Regions from separate parts of the Sus scrofa genome. Here region 1 is linked to region 2. A link is a contact called in public HiChIP or PLAC-seq data. All regions are on one chromosome and are shown on one strand. Each heading gives the region's core, a stretch centred on a gene start, on an enhancer-like site or on the middle of the called end of the contact. The rest is flanking DNA. Distances are from core to core; before and after follow the strand shown.

The links. HiChIP or PLAC-seq counts read pairs in DNA pulled down with a chosen protein or histone mark.
Region 1: an H3K27ac HiChIP or PLAC-seq map of skeletal muscle shows a contact between it and region 2. The contact joins the promoter of CXXC5 here to the promoter of UBE2D2 in region 2. A contact is called at or near these places in 3 of 47 Hi-C or Micro-C datasets (epiblast stem cells, fetal liver and heart right ventricle) and 1 of 2 datasets of contacts at active chromatin or transcription factors (skeletal muscle).

What each region holds. Positions count from the first base shown.
Region 1 is chr2:141,478,643-141,485,731 of Sscrofa11.1, reverse strand. It overlaps CXXC5 (CXXC-type zinc finger protein 5), which reads right to left and starts at 4,740. Exons shown (of 5, transcript XM_021084872.1): 1 at 4,640-4,740.
Region 2 is chr2:141,392,261-141,399,528 of Sscrofa11.1, reverse strand. UBE2D2 (ubiquitin-conjugating enzyme E2 D2) reads right to left here and starts at 1,592. Exons shown (of 7, transcript XM_005661722.3): 1 at 1,133-1,592.

The DNA of each region.
Region 1 (7,089 bases), core at 3,491-5,990, 83 kb before region 2:
GAGTAGAGCCAGGGGCACTGACACCCCGGGATGTGGCCTAGCCCAGGTGACTGGGCCTAGCCAGTCTCTGGTGAGACACCCTACTGGGGGCGGGGGGTGGGTGGATGGGGTGGGGGGTGACAGGTAGGCACGGAGGAGAGGGGCCAGACGGCGCTTCAGCACATACAGGACTGCAGGGTTCCAGCTCCATGCAACACCCAGAAGCAAGAAGTTTTCCTGAGACTTCTCCCCCAGGGAACAGGCCTGTGGACTCTCCCATAGGGTGCAGGCAGAGAGGAACACACGCCCTCACAGGCGCCACTCACGCATGTACACACGTGTGTGCATGCTCCCAGCAAAGCCCCACAGACGCCTTCGGCCGCATGGGGACAGACTCCCAACCTGCAGACACACAGCTCTGGCCCTCTGCTGCCAATGGCTCCACCAAAGGGGGACAAAGTACAAAACAAAACAAAAAAATACACCCATGACCTTAAAATCCTTTTATTCCCGTAATCACAGGCTGCCATCGCCGTGGATACGCGCTGTCACCCCGGCCCCAGCCTGTCTCCCTCCACGGCTTCCAAAACTCCCAGCAGGCAGGCAGACGGGGAGGCTGCCCAGTTTCTGCCGGGGAGGGCAGGGAAGGGAAGGGCCCGGTGGGAGAGGATCAACGCTACACACACTCACACACTCGGCCTCCACCGGGGAGAGAGAGAGACTCTGAAAGAGACTTGCAGACAGAGACACAGAAAAAGAAAGGAACACAGCCACCAGCCCTCAAAGACAGAGACCCCTGCCCGCACAGCTCAGATAGGCCCACTTCCAGAGTCATAAGCTTATATAAAACACACAGACACCCACAAATCATCAACACACCCTCTCCAAAATTCTAAGCACACACAACGCAGAATACACACATTCCTAGACTGAGAGACAAATCCAGCTTTCAGACATATACGCTCAGGATCACAAACACACATGTAGACACACGCAACTCCTAGATCCACAGACACACATGTCCTGACTCACAAATACACACATGCGCAGACTCCCACTCCCTAGGATAGACACACACACTCAACACACAGACGCACAGATACGCAGGTCTTGAGTCATTGGCACACACACCGCCCAGATGCCCACATCCCAAACCCACAGAATAGACCCGCACAGCCAGCCACATCTAGCAGCTGACACTGCCCTGGGCTTTAGAGGGCAGGTGGAATGGTTGGAGATGCCTGGGTCTCTGAGGGGGCAGTCCTTTCTCAGTGCCCGCAGCCTGGGAGGTGGGTTCAGAGTTGGGGGGAATAAAGGGAGAAGTAAGAGAATACAAAAAAAAAAAAAAAAACTTGAGTGGGATATTCTTGTTGGGCAGTAGCGCGTGAGTAACCGGGGAGGCTTTTTGTGGTCTGGTGAGTTCCAGCTATGAGTGAGAGTTTAACTATTAATACACTTAATCAAGGACACTCCACACACACACACACACACACACACACACACAACCATCGCATACACAGGCTAGGACAGGATCAGGGGGTGGGGGTAAGAAAGGGAGAGCCCCAGAAAAAAAAATGGGAAAGCCCCATTCAGGGCCCCAGGGGGTGGAGACAGAGGGCGGAGCTTCTACCCTGGGCCTGCCTCCAAAGCAGGAACAGAGTCAGCGATTGGTGCCGGCACCCCCAGTAGGGTGGGGCTTGACACACAGTAGGGGCTCAATAAATACACACTGGGCCGAGGAATAAGGGAATTAGACATAAAGACGGGGCAATAATAATGCCAACGGGAAGGTCCGCCCCATTCTTGGCGCGTTAAAGCAGGCTTCAAAGCACAGTGCTGGGGGAGCTCGTCCAGACTTCAGGGTCCAGACAGGCGCTCTAGGAGAGTAGGCCCGGGTCTGGCTCATGGGGATCCTGCCATGCCCCCACCTTATCCCGCACCCTGGAAAGTCAGTGGACCTCAGGCCAGCCCACACGCCTTCCTCCCAGAGAGGGCCCCCACTTCCATTCCACTCTTCCCTAAACAGGTGGAGCGCTAAAGAAGGTATCTGACTCCCAGAGACTTGGTCCTCGAGCGAGATGCCAGCCTGCCTCTCACACCCCTATGAGCCTCAGTTTCACACTTGGCAAGTGGGTCGAAGGTAGGCAGAAAGCTTGAAAGAGCCAGAAAGCGGTGGGGGTCACAGTGGGAACCCAGAGAACACAGGCCTGAGCTGGCCTGGGCCCTGGATGCAGAAGGCTCCCCTCCCCTCCCCTCCCCCCACCCAGCCCAGCCCTGCCGGGTGGACATTCCAGGCCTCACGTGATAAAGACGAGGCCGCTGGCCCACGGGTAAGTCAACAGGCTCTGTCGGGGAGAGATAGGAGGCCCTGGCCAGGGTCACCTGCTGAGCGGGGGGGGGGGGGGGGCGGCAGCCGGGCCCAAATACACACATAAATAAGGCACCAAAGGACAGCCAGTCAGCCGAGGGTCTGCCTTCGGCGGCGGAGGAACCTCTGCCCCCACCCAGGAAAGGGAGGTGGCACGGGAGAGGGAGGGGCAAGCCCAGCTCCTGCCCTCCTGGTAGCGCGGGGCTCCTACCGGGGTTGGAGGGGGGCTTCCACCAGGATCCCCAGGACCCACTGAGCGCTCAGAGGCCAACCTCCCTCAGCTGTTCCCACCCCTTCCCAGGGCAAAAATCATCTCCTCCCCAAGGAGAGAGGACAATTTCCGTTCTGAGAAGGGGGTGAGTTCTGGGAAGGGGGTGACAGCTGCAGAGCGGGCCACTCCCCCCCCCCGCAGCTCTTACTTGAGCCTCATCCAGGGAAACTGCTAAATCAACACTACGAAGTAGTAGGTAGCGCGGGCCTCAGTCGCCTCGAATCGCTCTCCAAAGGGCTGTGGAGGAGGAGGCTTCGGGGCGCAGCTCCCGGGTTTCCTCGGTTGGCACCCAAGCTACGGGGGTCCTTCGGGAGCGGGATCAGGGCGCGTTCGGGCCACCCCCTAAGGACGTCTCATTTAAACGCTCTCAGCTGCAGGGACAGCCACCCCCCCCCCGCCCGCCCGCCCCCGCGAGCCGGGGCAGCTGAGGTGGCGCCGGGCGTTCAAATAGCGCTCCAAACAAGTCCGCAGCCACCGCGCACGCAGCCCCCGCCAGGCGGCCCCAGCGGAAAACTTGAAAGGGACTCTGTTTGCCGGTCGCCCTGGGGCGGCTCCGGCGGGGCGAGGGCCGAACGACCGCACACGCCCCCTCCCCAGTGCTTCCTGCGCCAACGCGGGGAGGGGACGGCGGGCCCGCCACAAAACCCAGGGCTCGGAACAGCGCCCGCGGCGCAGGGAGGCGGAGGGCCAGAGGCTGCCTCGCCGGGGCCGCCCCCCCCACCCCCGCCCCAGCCCCTTCCATCCCAAGAAGCGACTCTCAGACCACCCAGGGTCGAGGGGGGCCAAGGAGGGTGCGGCTGCCAACCCTTCAGCACCCCCCCCCGTCGCAGGAGACAAGGGGAGGGCACGAGTCTTTCCGGATGGGTCCCTACAGAACCCCCAAATCTGCGGCTGCCTCCTCGCAGCCCGTGGCACCAGCCCAACTCCGCGCACCTTTTCCGATTCCTAAAGCGGGGGGGGGGGGGTAGCAAAAAGCGAACCTAGTCCCTCCTTGAGCGCTTCGGCTCTCCTGACAGGTCCCAGGGGCAGCCCCCCATTTAAAAACCGGGGTCACTCACTTTCTGTTGATCCTACAAATAAACAAAGCCTGACGCACCCCGCGCTCCCCGCCGGGAAGCAGCCCATTCCGGGCGAGGACAACTTCCCCCGGCAAGAAAATTAACACATTCTTCCCGAGGCGGTGCAGCCCCTCGCTCCGGGGAAGCAAAGGGGAGGGGGGGCTGGGGCCCAAACTTCACGGGTAAATTTGGAGCCAGAGCAGCGAGGCAGGCGCCTGGGACACCCGCCTCCCACAGCTCCGCAGCGAGAGGAACACCCCCAGTCTCCCACCCTGGCTTTGCCTGCTGTTTGGCCACGCGGGGCTCGAGAGCCAGCCTGAAAGACTCCCCAGGGCTGGGGAGGATGGGAGAACGAGGCCGCGGGGAGCAGCGGTGGTGGGGGGTGATCCTTTAACGGAAAAAGAAGGTCAAACTTGATCAGCCCGCCAGGCACCCCGCGGGCAGCGGGGGCGAGGAGCCGGAGGGGAAATGTAGAAGTGGCCACCGCCCCCTCAAGTGGAGGGGGAGACTCAGCCACGCGTGGTCCAGGGCATTAAGAGCAGTTACCGTCGCCCCCCAAACACCAGGCTGCGAATGGGGCATGGTGGGGGGAGTGCGCGCCGGAGAGCTCCAATCAGCCGCCCCCGCAGGCGGAGCGCCCGCCCAACACCGAGAGGTGAGGACCCGGGCTCCCGCCGCCCCTGAGCCCTCAGGCTCGAGGACCTGGGGAGGGGACAGGAGCCCCAGCCCCAATCCATGGCGCCCAAGCCGCCGTCCCCGACCCTAAAACCCCTCTTTTTGTCTGAACTCAGTGATCTGCGACCGAGCTGACTGCGGCTTGGGGAGGCTGGAGTATAGCAGAGGCCACCGAGCGATCCCCGGAGCTCGGGCTCCCAGCCGCCGGGGCTCCCGGGCTCAGGCCACCGGCACCCCCTGCCCCACCCAAACCCGGACCCCTCCTTCCCCGTCCCTGGCTCTCCGCACCTGAACTTCGGGGGAGCCCGCGCCGCCAAACTTTCCGCCGACTTGCAGCGAACTCCGGCCCCGGCCGCGCACCGGGCCCCGGGGAGGAGAGGGAGGTAGGCGGGGAAGGGGAGGGGGCCGGCCTCCGGGGGGTCGGGGGAGGGCCGTGGCCCGACACCTACCGGCTCTCAGAGTCGTCCAAGCCGCCACCGCCGCCGCCGCCGCCGCCGCCGCCGCGAGGCCGAGGGGGAGGGGCGGGGCGGAGAGCTGCGCTCCTCTCTGGGCACAGCCGCCGCGGTGCGCTCCGCTCCAGCCGCGCCGCCCGCCGTGCCCGGGGCCGGAGCCGGAGTCACGCCGCCGCGGCTGGCCGGAGGCGGGGAGGGGGGGGGAGCCTGCAGCACCTGCCCCTCCTCCCCCTCCCCGCGGCCCAAATTAAAAAACAACAAAAAGCAACTAATCACCCCCGAGCGCAGCGCGGCGCGGCTGGCGGAGGGCGCAGCGTGAGGCGCCCGGACTCAGCAGGCGGCGCGCATGGCTGGGCGCGGGCTGGGCAGGGCTGGGACGCGGGGCCCGGCTTCGGGGAACAAGGTCCTGCCGCTCTTCTCGCTCGGCTCCGGCGCCTGCTCTCGCCGCCGCCGCCGCCTCTGCTGCCGCCAGTGCCGCCGCCTCTACATCCCCGCTCAGGCTCCGCCGCCTCTGCCGCCGCCGCCGCCGCCGCCGCCGCGCGCCCGCCGGGGCAGGAGCTCTGAACGCTGCCCGGGGGCTGCCGGCAAAACCCGGACCGGACTCGACGCTCCCTCCCTCCCGACGCAGCCCTGGCCACTTGGACGCCGCAGGCTCTGAGGCTGGAGCTGCAGCCACTGCGCCTCCAGCTCTCCGCGCCCTGACCTGGTCGGCCCTGGCTCAGCTCCCCGGCGCGCCCCGTCTTCACCTCTTTCTCCGCAACTTTACAAAAATAAATAAATAAATACATAAGAGGACCTCTCTCGTTTTGTGAGGAGGGCATGCGCTCGGCGACGCACCTGACGAGGAAATCCGCCGCCCCTCTGTCCCCTCTGTTCGGCCGGCCGCCAAGCTGCAAGGACCGGTGCTGAGGGTTTGGCCGCGCCCCGCGGCTCAGCGGCGCGTAGGGTCGGGAACTCCTAGCCGAGCACTCTCGGAATTAGACGCGTGTTGAAGGACTCCTCCCTTCCCAGGGCGCTTTCCCGAACTCGGTGGGCTCTAGTTCTCCGGGAGAAAGGGAGCCGAGGTTCCTGTCCCCATTTCACAGATGAGGAAACCGAGCCGAGGAAGGGCATTTTGTTTCCTGTGCCGGCGCCACCCCAAGCCCTGAGTCCTGGAGCTAAAGCGACTGCATTGTGGCCCTGAGACGGGACCGCGAAGTGTAAACTCAGCCTGAGACAGTGCCTAGCACAGAGCATTGCTCGACAGACAGATACCGGCTGAAAGAGAACAAAAGCCCAGTGGGTACAGATTTGGGCCCGCATATCCTGAGCACCACTCGGTGCCCCTCCATCTGCCCAGCTTGGGCTAATCCTAAGGCTGCAGATGTCCTCTTCTCATCTCTTCAGTGACCCATAGAGCCAGCCCCAGGCCCACTCATATAATCCCGAACTGCCGATAGTGCCAGCGTGGAACGTTTCCTTCCCTTCTGTGGAATTCGTGGGGGTGGGTTTGTCTTCCTCTGCTAGCAGAGACAACACAGCCCCCGACCAACCGGAGACCCTAGTGGAAGAGGGGGAGGACCGTGCGGGAAGTCTGCCTGGGGATACACCTGATAACAGGGAGTTTGCTGCAGAGACCTGGGTGCCACAGGAGTCGCCTCTGTGAAAGAAGCGAAACAAGCTGCCACCTCTCTGCTTCCTCTCCTCTGGGTGGCCTGCCTGGGGGGTGGAGGGCCTGAGGCCTGTGTCTCCCAGGAGCAGCCCCTGGTGCCCACCTTCCGAGCCATCTAAAGGTGGCTTTTGGGACCTTGACCCAGCCAGGGGATAAGGTTGTGAGGCAGGTGTCAGATGGCTCCCCTGACCTCCCAGGCCACAGGGAGCGAGCCTCTCGTGGACACTCTGCTCCTTCCACAAATGCCGAGAAGGGTCCTCCCCTCACTGTGTGCCCAGGAATGGCTCCCTAGGGGAGGCCCCGAGGAGCCTCTCCTTCTCCTCACCAGCAGCCTTCCTCAGCGCCACCCCAAATAGACATACCATGCGAGTGAAGCAAGGTACCTGCTCTGGGAACACAGTTTTAAGACAAACACCTCCAGGCTATCGGCCTCAAACTGCTTAAAGGCAGATATTCTGGGGCCCAGCCCAAGTGTCAGGGACTGTGTTGGGCACTGACCATATGGGGAAAAGGAGACAGGATCCCAGGCCTAGAAGCTCCAGGATCTCCAAACTCTTGGCCAGCCACCATCTGCTTTTTCTGGGGAAGCTGAGGCCCAGACTGTGACCTGTCCCCCAGGAGTCAGTAGCAGGCCT
Region 2 (7,268 bases), core at 343-2,842:
ACAGCTTCTCCAAGTAAACAAGTGAAACACCAAACAAAAAGCGCTTTTCCACTTCTAAGGGGGGTGGGGGGGAATGACAGTGAGAGTTACCAGCAGGTTACAATATTAGAGAGAAAGGGGAAAAAATCCTAAACTTTAAGCCAAGCACAGAAGCACTGTTACTCTGGAAGCAGGATTAGGAAAACCTCTGTTAAGACACCTAAACGAATAACTCGTCACCTTAAAGGGCAAATAAATACTTTCTATGGGAAAAATCTAGCAAAATCCCTTCTACATTAAAAGGCTCTCCCCGAACATATCACCTAATTTAAGCGTTAAAAACCACCTTGCGAAGAGACTATAACAGCAACCTTTGTGTCATTTTCTCCAGCGGTTTCCAACGTTCAGGTTTCTACCTCTTCTCTTCACAATTTAACAGCTTTCCTGTTAAATCCATTCCAGCCGACGGAAGTGGTAGTTTCTACATTTACATTTGGTAACCTCAAGGAATTAAAAACGCTTCTCCCTCGACTTCCCTCCTCCTTCATAAAAATCACGTTACTTTCCTTCTGAACTTCCTACTCTAAGTGTCTGGACGAGCAGAGTGGACGTGAAGAGTGCGGCCGCTAAAAGGCAAGTGAACTCAAAAAATACTTGTGGATCGGACAAAAAGGCTTCCTCAGTCCGCCTGAGACACGGGCTCCAAGCTCAGGCGGTTCTGCGGAGGTGGGGGTACGAGGTGCCGGGCAGGGAAGGGGCATGGAGCCCTTTCGACCTCCGTCGACGGGGCCGCCCAACGCCCCAGTCCCAGCACCCGCTCTCGGCACAGCCGGACAATGGCCCTCTAGCACAGCAGTCCCAGGCCGGGAAGAGGCCCTGGGACTCCACAGCACGCGAGGCCTAGAAAGAAGGCCAGGAAGGAACGCTGAGCCGGCGAGCATACCTCCGGCCTAAGCGTGGTCAGCGCGCCGGGGCCTCCGCCGGCGCCATCACTGGGAGTGGGGTAGGAAGGCCGCCCGGCAGGGCCATCGCCGGCAGCCGGGTCCGAAGAGGCCGCGAGCCCAGCGGAGACGACGGCGGGAAGTGCAGGCCGCAGCCTGCTCAGCTGGCAGGCCCAGCGGCCCGAACCCACAGCCGACCTCTGGCCGCTTACCTTGTGGATTCTCTTCAGAGCCATCGTGGGAGGCGGGTGGCGGCGGCCCCCGGGGTGGGGACGGGGGCAGGGGAGGGACGGGGAAGGGGCGAGGGGTGCGAGGCCGCCTCGGTGACCGCGGGCCGGCCGGAGAAGATGGGGAGCTCCGAAGCGCGGGTCCGGCGGGACAGACTTAGGGCCGGGGCCCACTCGGCTCCTGAGCCTGCCGCAGCGGTCACCGCATCACCCGGCGGCGGCCCCTTTATGCGCTGCCGCCCGAGCCGCCGCCGCCGCCGCCGCCGCCACCACCACCGCCGCCGCCGCCGCCGTAGCTGCCTCTGCCTCCCAGGCTCAGCGCCGCCTCCTCAGCAGCCGCGGATCCCTCCGCCGGGAAGCAAGAGCCCAGCCTCGGGCTCGGCCGGCGCCTCCCGGTCGGACAGCCAGAGGGACTGCCTGCCGCAGGTGGACCGAGGGACGCGCGGGCGGGTGGCGCCGCCGGGGTGGGGCCGCAGGAGTGCGGGGTGGGCCCAGGCCGAGGGGCAGGTCGGGAGAGCGGGGATTGGCGGGCCTGGGAAGGGAGGGCCGGGCCGCGCCGGCGGCGGAGGGATACGGGCCGCCCCTCTGAGTGTCTTACGTGCTGCCGCCGCCGCCGCCGCCACGGCCGCCGAGAGGATGACGCCGCGACGCCGGGAGAAGATCTCGCGAGATTTGTGCCGGGGTCGTGGAGGCTCGTTCGACGGCCGAGGCTCGTAGCCCGCGACCCTGAGTCCTTTGCCTCTGGTTCCCTCTTAGATATGTTATCTGAGATCAATAAGCTTTTTAAAGGCGAATGTATTCTAGGTCTCCTGGCCGTCCACATAGCGGAGGCTGACCCAGGAAGAGCCTTTAGGTCCATTACAACTTTCCAGAAGGAGGAAAGGACTTGTCCAAGGTCACACAGCTCCACGGTGGCGAAGCTGGGAGTTCCCTGAAGCCAAGAGTCTCGTGAATTCTCTCTCTGGTAGCTGCGTGGTAACATCCTGGGCACCTGCAGGAGTGTGGTTCTTCAACCATGCCACAGGCAGCCCTGAGATGGTCTTTGTAAGGAAGACATGGGTGACAACTTGAATGTCTCTCAGCCACTGGCTTGTCAGCCCTAGGAGAGGTGCTCTGCTTGGTGAATTGTTATGGCAATATACCAGTTACCTCAGAAAAAAACTTGCACAGTGTGTGCTCCAGTAATTAAAAACCAACCTTGTTGTCAAGTGGGAGGGGAAATGGGGGAGGGATGGAGTGAGAGTTTGTGGTTAGCAGATGCAAACTATTACTTAGACGATGGATAAACAATAAGGTTCCGAGCTCCCATTGTGGCGCACCGGGTGAAGAACGCGACTGCAGCGGCTGGGGTTGCTGGGGAAGAGCCGTTCTATCCCCAGCCCAGCACGGTGAGTTAAAGGGTCCCGCCTCACCGCAGCTGCTGTTAGGTTGCGGCTACGGCTCACATTCAATCCTGGCCTGGGAACTTCCATATGCCCTGGATGTAGCCATTAAAAGAAAGTAAAGAAAATTAAAAAAGGCCCTTCTCTAAAGCACAGGGAACTATATGTAGTATCCTGTGATGCACCCAAGCGGTAAAGAATATGAAAAAGAATGTACATACGTGTAACTGAATCACTGTCGTACAGCAGAAATTAACATGTTATAAATCAACTATACTCAAAAAACAAAAACCTGGTGTTTAGAACACCATCAGAAGCAAACTTAGAAAAACTATTCTGGGGATGTTTTTAGGAGGGATGGAAACGGAAAGCAAGTTCACTGTGTATTGGGTGTGGAGCCCTGCACCAGGACCAGCAAACTATAAGGCTCACTGCTTTTAAAGGGCCTGTGGTGGGAGGTGCTTTTTATCTGGCTGGAGACACATGGAAGAACAGTAAGGAATATTTTCCTGGGAGGTCATGTTTTTTTCCTGGGAGGTCATGCCCACATTCTCAAGTTCTCCTCAAGATTTTCTGATTAAATCTGTGTTCTTTCCTCTGTCTGAAAGGGGCCTTGAATATCATTGATTCTAACTCTTGAACTGAGAGAGGAGAAACTGGAGCGCCCCTAAGGAGAGGATCTGGCCAAAAGGCACACAAAAGGCCAGCAGCATAACTTGTACTGCCTTGTATCCTAAGTAGAGGCTGGCCCAACTGGGCGGGGCCACACTGGACTCCTGAGCTGAAGGAAGGAAAAGCTGTATCCAGTTGCCCCGGGGGGTTATGTTTTGGGTTGGAGGTGAAGAAAAATATACCACAGTCCCAAATCTTTCCTTCCTAAGAAGTGTGATGGAAAAGGTATAAAAAGGCCTGTTGCAAAGTTCCTGTTGTGGCTCAGTGGTAATGAACCCGACTAGTATCCATGAGGACATGGGTTCAATCCCTGGCCTTGCTCAGTGGGTTAAAGATCCGGCACTGCCGTGAGCTGTGTAGGTGGGAGACACAGCTCAGATCTGGTGTTGTGGCTGAGATATAGGCCGTCAGCTGCAGTTCTGATTTGACCCCTAGCCCGGGAACTTCCCAAAAAAAGACGGGGGGGAAAAAAAAAAAAAAAAGCCTGTTGGTCAGATTTAAAAAAATTTTTTTTCAGCAATAATTTTCTTGGGAATTCCGGTTGTGGCACAGTGGAAACGAATCTGACTGGTATCCATGAGGGTGCAGTTTCGATCCCTGGCCTTGATCAGTGGGTCAAGGATCTAGCGTTGTTGTGAGCTGTGATGTAGGTCACAGACGTGGCTCGGATCTGGCGTTGCTGTGGCTGTGGTGTAGTCCGGCAGCTAAAGCTCCAATTCGACCCCTAGCCCCTGGCAATGTCTATGTGCTGCGAGTGTGGCCCTAAAAAGCAAAAAAGAAAAAAATTTTTTGTATTAAAAAGCAATATGTATTTGTTGCAAGAGATACAGATAAGCAAAAGGCAGGAAATAAAACTCAACTATACTCCTATCATTCAACAATTTTTTTTTTTTTTTTTTTTTTTACTTTTTAGGGCCACACCCGAAGCATATGGAAGTTCCCAGGCTGGGGTCCAATGGGAACTGCCTTGGATGCCATCCTACACCACAGCCACAGCAACTCGGGATCTGAGCCGGGTTTGCCACCTATTCCACAGCTCACAGCAACGCCAGATCCTTTAACCCACTGATTGAAGCCAGGGGTGGAACCTGTGTCCTCATGGATACTAGTCAGATTGGTTTCCCCTGAGCCAGGACAGTTACTCCCCTAGATAACCAAGTTTAAACATTTTCTTTTTTCCAGTATAAGTACTGTCTAATAAAGCATTTAAAGTGCACCTTTTTTGGGCTATATCTTACAATTCTGTAATACTTTGTTTGCATTCTACTTCAGTTTAAAATGGTTTCTAGGAATTCTTATTGTGGCTCAGCAGTTCTGATTTGACCCCTAGCCCAGGAACTTCCATATGCTGCAGGTGCAGCCCTAAAAAAAAAAAAAAAAAAAAAAAATTTCTAATTTCTCCTATGATATATTCTTTGACCAAGGGTTATTTTCAAATACTTTGGAATTTATAGGTCATCAGGGAAATGCAAATTAAACTCATAATGAGGTACCATTTTACACCCTGGCTAAGTGGGTAAAATCAAAAACATTGATGTTAAGTGACCAAAAGTGAAGATAACGAAGTATAGCAACAGCAGCGTCACACATGGCAGATGAGAGGGTAAAACGGCACAACCAGTTTGGACAACTTTTTGGTAATTTGTTATAAAATTAAACATACATCTACCATATGACCCAGCAATTCTACTCTTAAATATTTATTCAAGAAAAAAGAAAATACAGGTCCACAAAAATGCTTGTACACATATGTTCATAATAGCCTTATTCCTTTATAGCCCAAGGTGGAGACAGCCCAGACAGCCACCAGCAGGATAGTGGGAAGGCAAATTATGGCAAGTCATACAATGGAATTCTACAAGAACAGAAAAAAGGATGAACCACTGATGCAACAACATAGATGAATCTTAAAGCAATTCGGCAAAAGAGAAGGGATACAAAAGAATATGAACAGTACAATTCCATTTATGTGAATTCCAGAAACAGACAAACTAATTTTTGGTGTCTGAAGTCAAAAAAGTGCTGTTGTTAAGGAGGCGAATTAACATGAAAGGGACTGAAGATATTTTCTGGGATAACAGAATGTTCTACGTATTGTTTTGGGTGGAGGTTATACAAGTACGTATAATCAGCTGTCAAAACTCAAATAAAAATCATTATAAAATAGAAAAAAAAAACCTCAAAAATTAAAGGTCCAGGATTTTACTATATGCAAATGTATGTATTTAAAATAAGGAGTTCCGGTCGTGGCACAGTGGTTCACGAATCCGACTAGGAACCATGAGGTTTCAGGTTCGGTCCCTGCCCTTGCTCAGTGGGTTAACGATCCGGCGTTGCCGTGAGCTGTGGTGTAGGTCGCAGACGCAGCTCGGATCCCGAGTTGCTGTGGCTCTGGCGTAGGCTGATTGGACCCCTAGCCTGGGAACCTCCATATGCCACGGGAGCAGCCCAAGAAATAGCAAAAAGACAAAACAAATAAAATAAAATAAAACAATATTAAAATGTTAAGAGTTGGCAGAATTTTTAGATCTTCCTATGTGATAGATATCTCCTTGCGGTGATTTTTTTTCTCCCACTTATCCTACATGGATCTTAGAGCCTCAGTTTACCTTCCATTGTCCTGCTGAAATCGTGAGCACATGGAAGAGTCTTGGAGTTTGATTTCCACTCTTGGTTGTTAACCCAATACTACAAGCTCCATGGTATTTAAAGGCTTTCCCTGGGCTAAGGTGTTTCCAGAGCTGAAAGCTGCGATTAAATAAGGAGGACAATCTCATTAACATAAATAGGCAGAGGATTGCTGTGGGCTGAGTAAAGAGTAAGCACAAATAATTTGGGAACTCCCTATTTTTGGATCTCGGCAACCCTGTAGGAGAGTTCTTTGTGTCTCATTAGAATAACTGAGGAGGAGTTCCTATCATGGCGCAGTGGAAATGAATCAACTAGGAACCTTGAGGTTTCGGTTCGATCCCTGGCCTTGCTCAGTCGGTTGAGGATCCTGCCTTGCAGTGAGCTATGATAGTGTAGGTCACAGACCCAGCTTGTATCTGGCGTTGCGGTGGCTGTGGTGTAGGCTGGCAGCTACAGCTCCTATTTGACCCCTAGCCTGGGAACCTCCACACACTGCGGGTGCGGCCCTAAAAAGACAAAAAGACAAAATGATCATAATAACTGAGTAAGGAGGATTAGGTAAATCAGGAATTGATTTTTTAGCTGCATCAGTATGATGCCTTTTTGTGATATTTTCTAAGGAGTAGATTTAAAACATAAGAACATCCCCAAACATTCCAGACTGTAAGATAGTACCGCTGTTCGAGGCTATTTGAAGTAAACTATTTCCTAGGAAAATTAGACTTTGTGAGTTTGAAGTAGCTCATTTTTTCATGATCAACAATCAGAACAGTGGTTTACCAAAAGAACTGTACTCGATTTTACATTCTTTTTGCATAGCCACTCTCTCTTGTTATATATAATTTGGGCTGTGTCCTGCCTACCAGCATTTATTATATTGTTGGGACCTGGCCCTATATTCATGCCTTACTTTGGAAGAATTGCTAACTAAAGAAATGATGCTAACTTTGCCACCTGACTCCTATAACTGTCTTAGGTTTGTCGGCAGACTGGTTTAGCCTAAAAATCATCTTTCGGGAAGTTTTCCTGACCAGTCGCCCCAGACTAGGTTAGGTGCCCTTGGAGTAGAGTCCTGCCATCAGAGATTAATCACACTTTGCTGGACAACTATGTCATTCAATAGACTGTCAGTTTCTGCAGAGCAGAGATATTGTCTCTTTTGTTCCTCTTTGAGTCCTCAGTGCCTGGCGTATCAAAGACAATTGTTGAGTGAATTCATGAATGACTGGCCAAGTAAAGCAGCTCAAGAAAACCTTCTTTATACTCACAAGTTTTGGGGGAAGACAGAAGAGCCCTTAAACAAACAAACAAACAGCAAGATCCCTTGTCAGGCAGTGGGTTAAGGATCCGGTGTTGCCGCAGCTGCAGTGTAGGTCAAAACTGGGGCTCGGATCTGATCCTTGGCCAAGGAACTCCATGGTGCAGGGCAGCCGAAA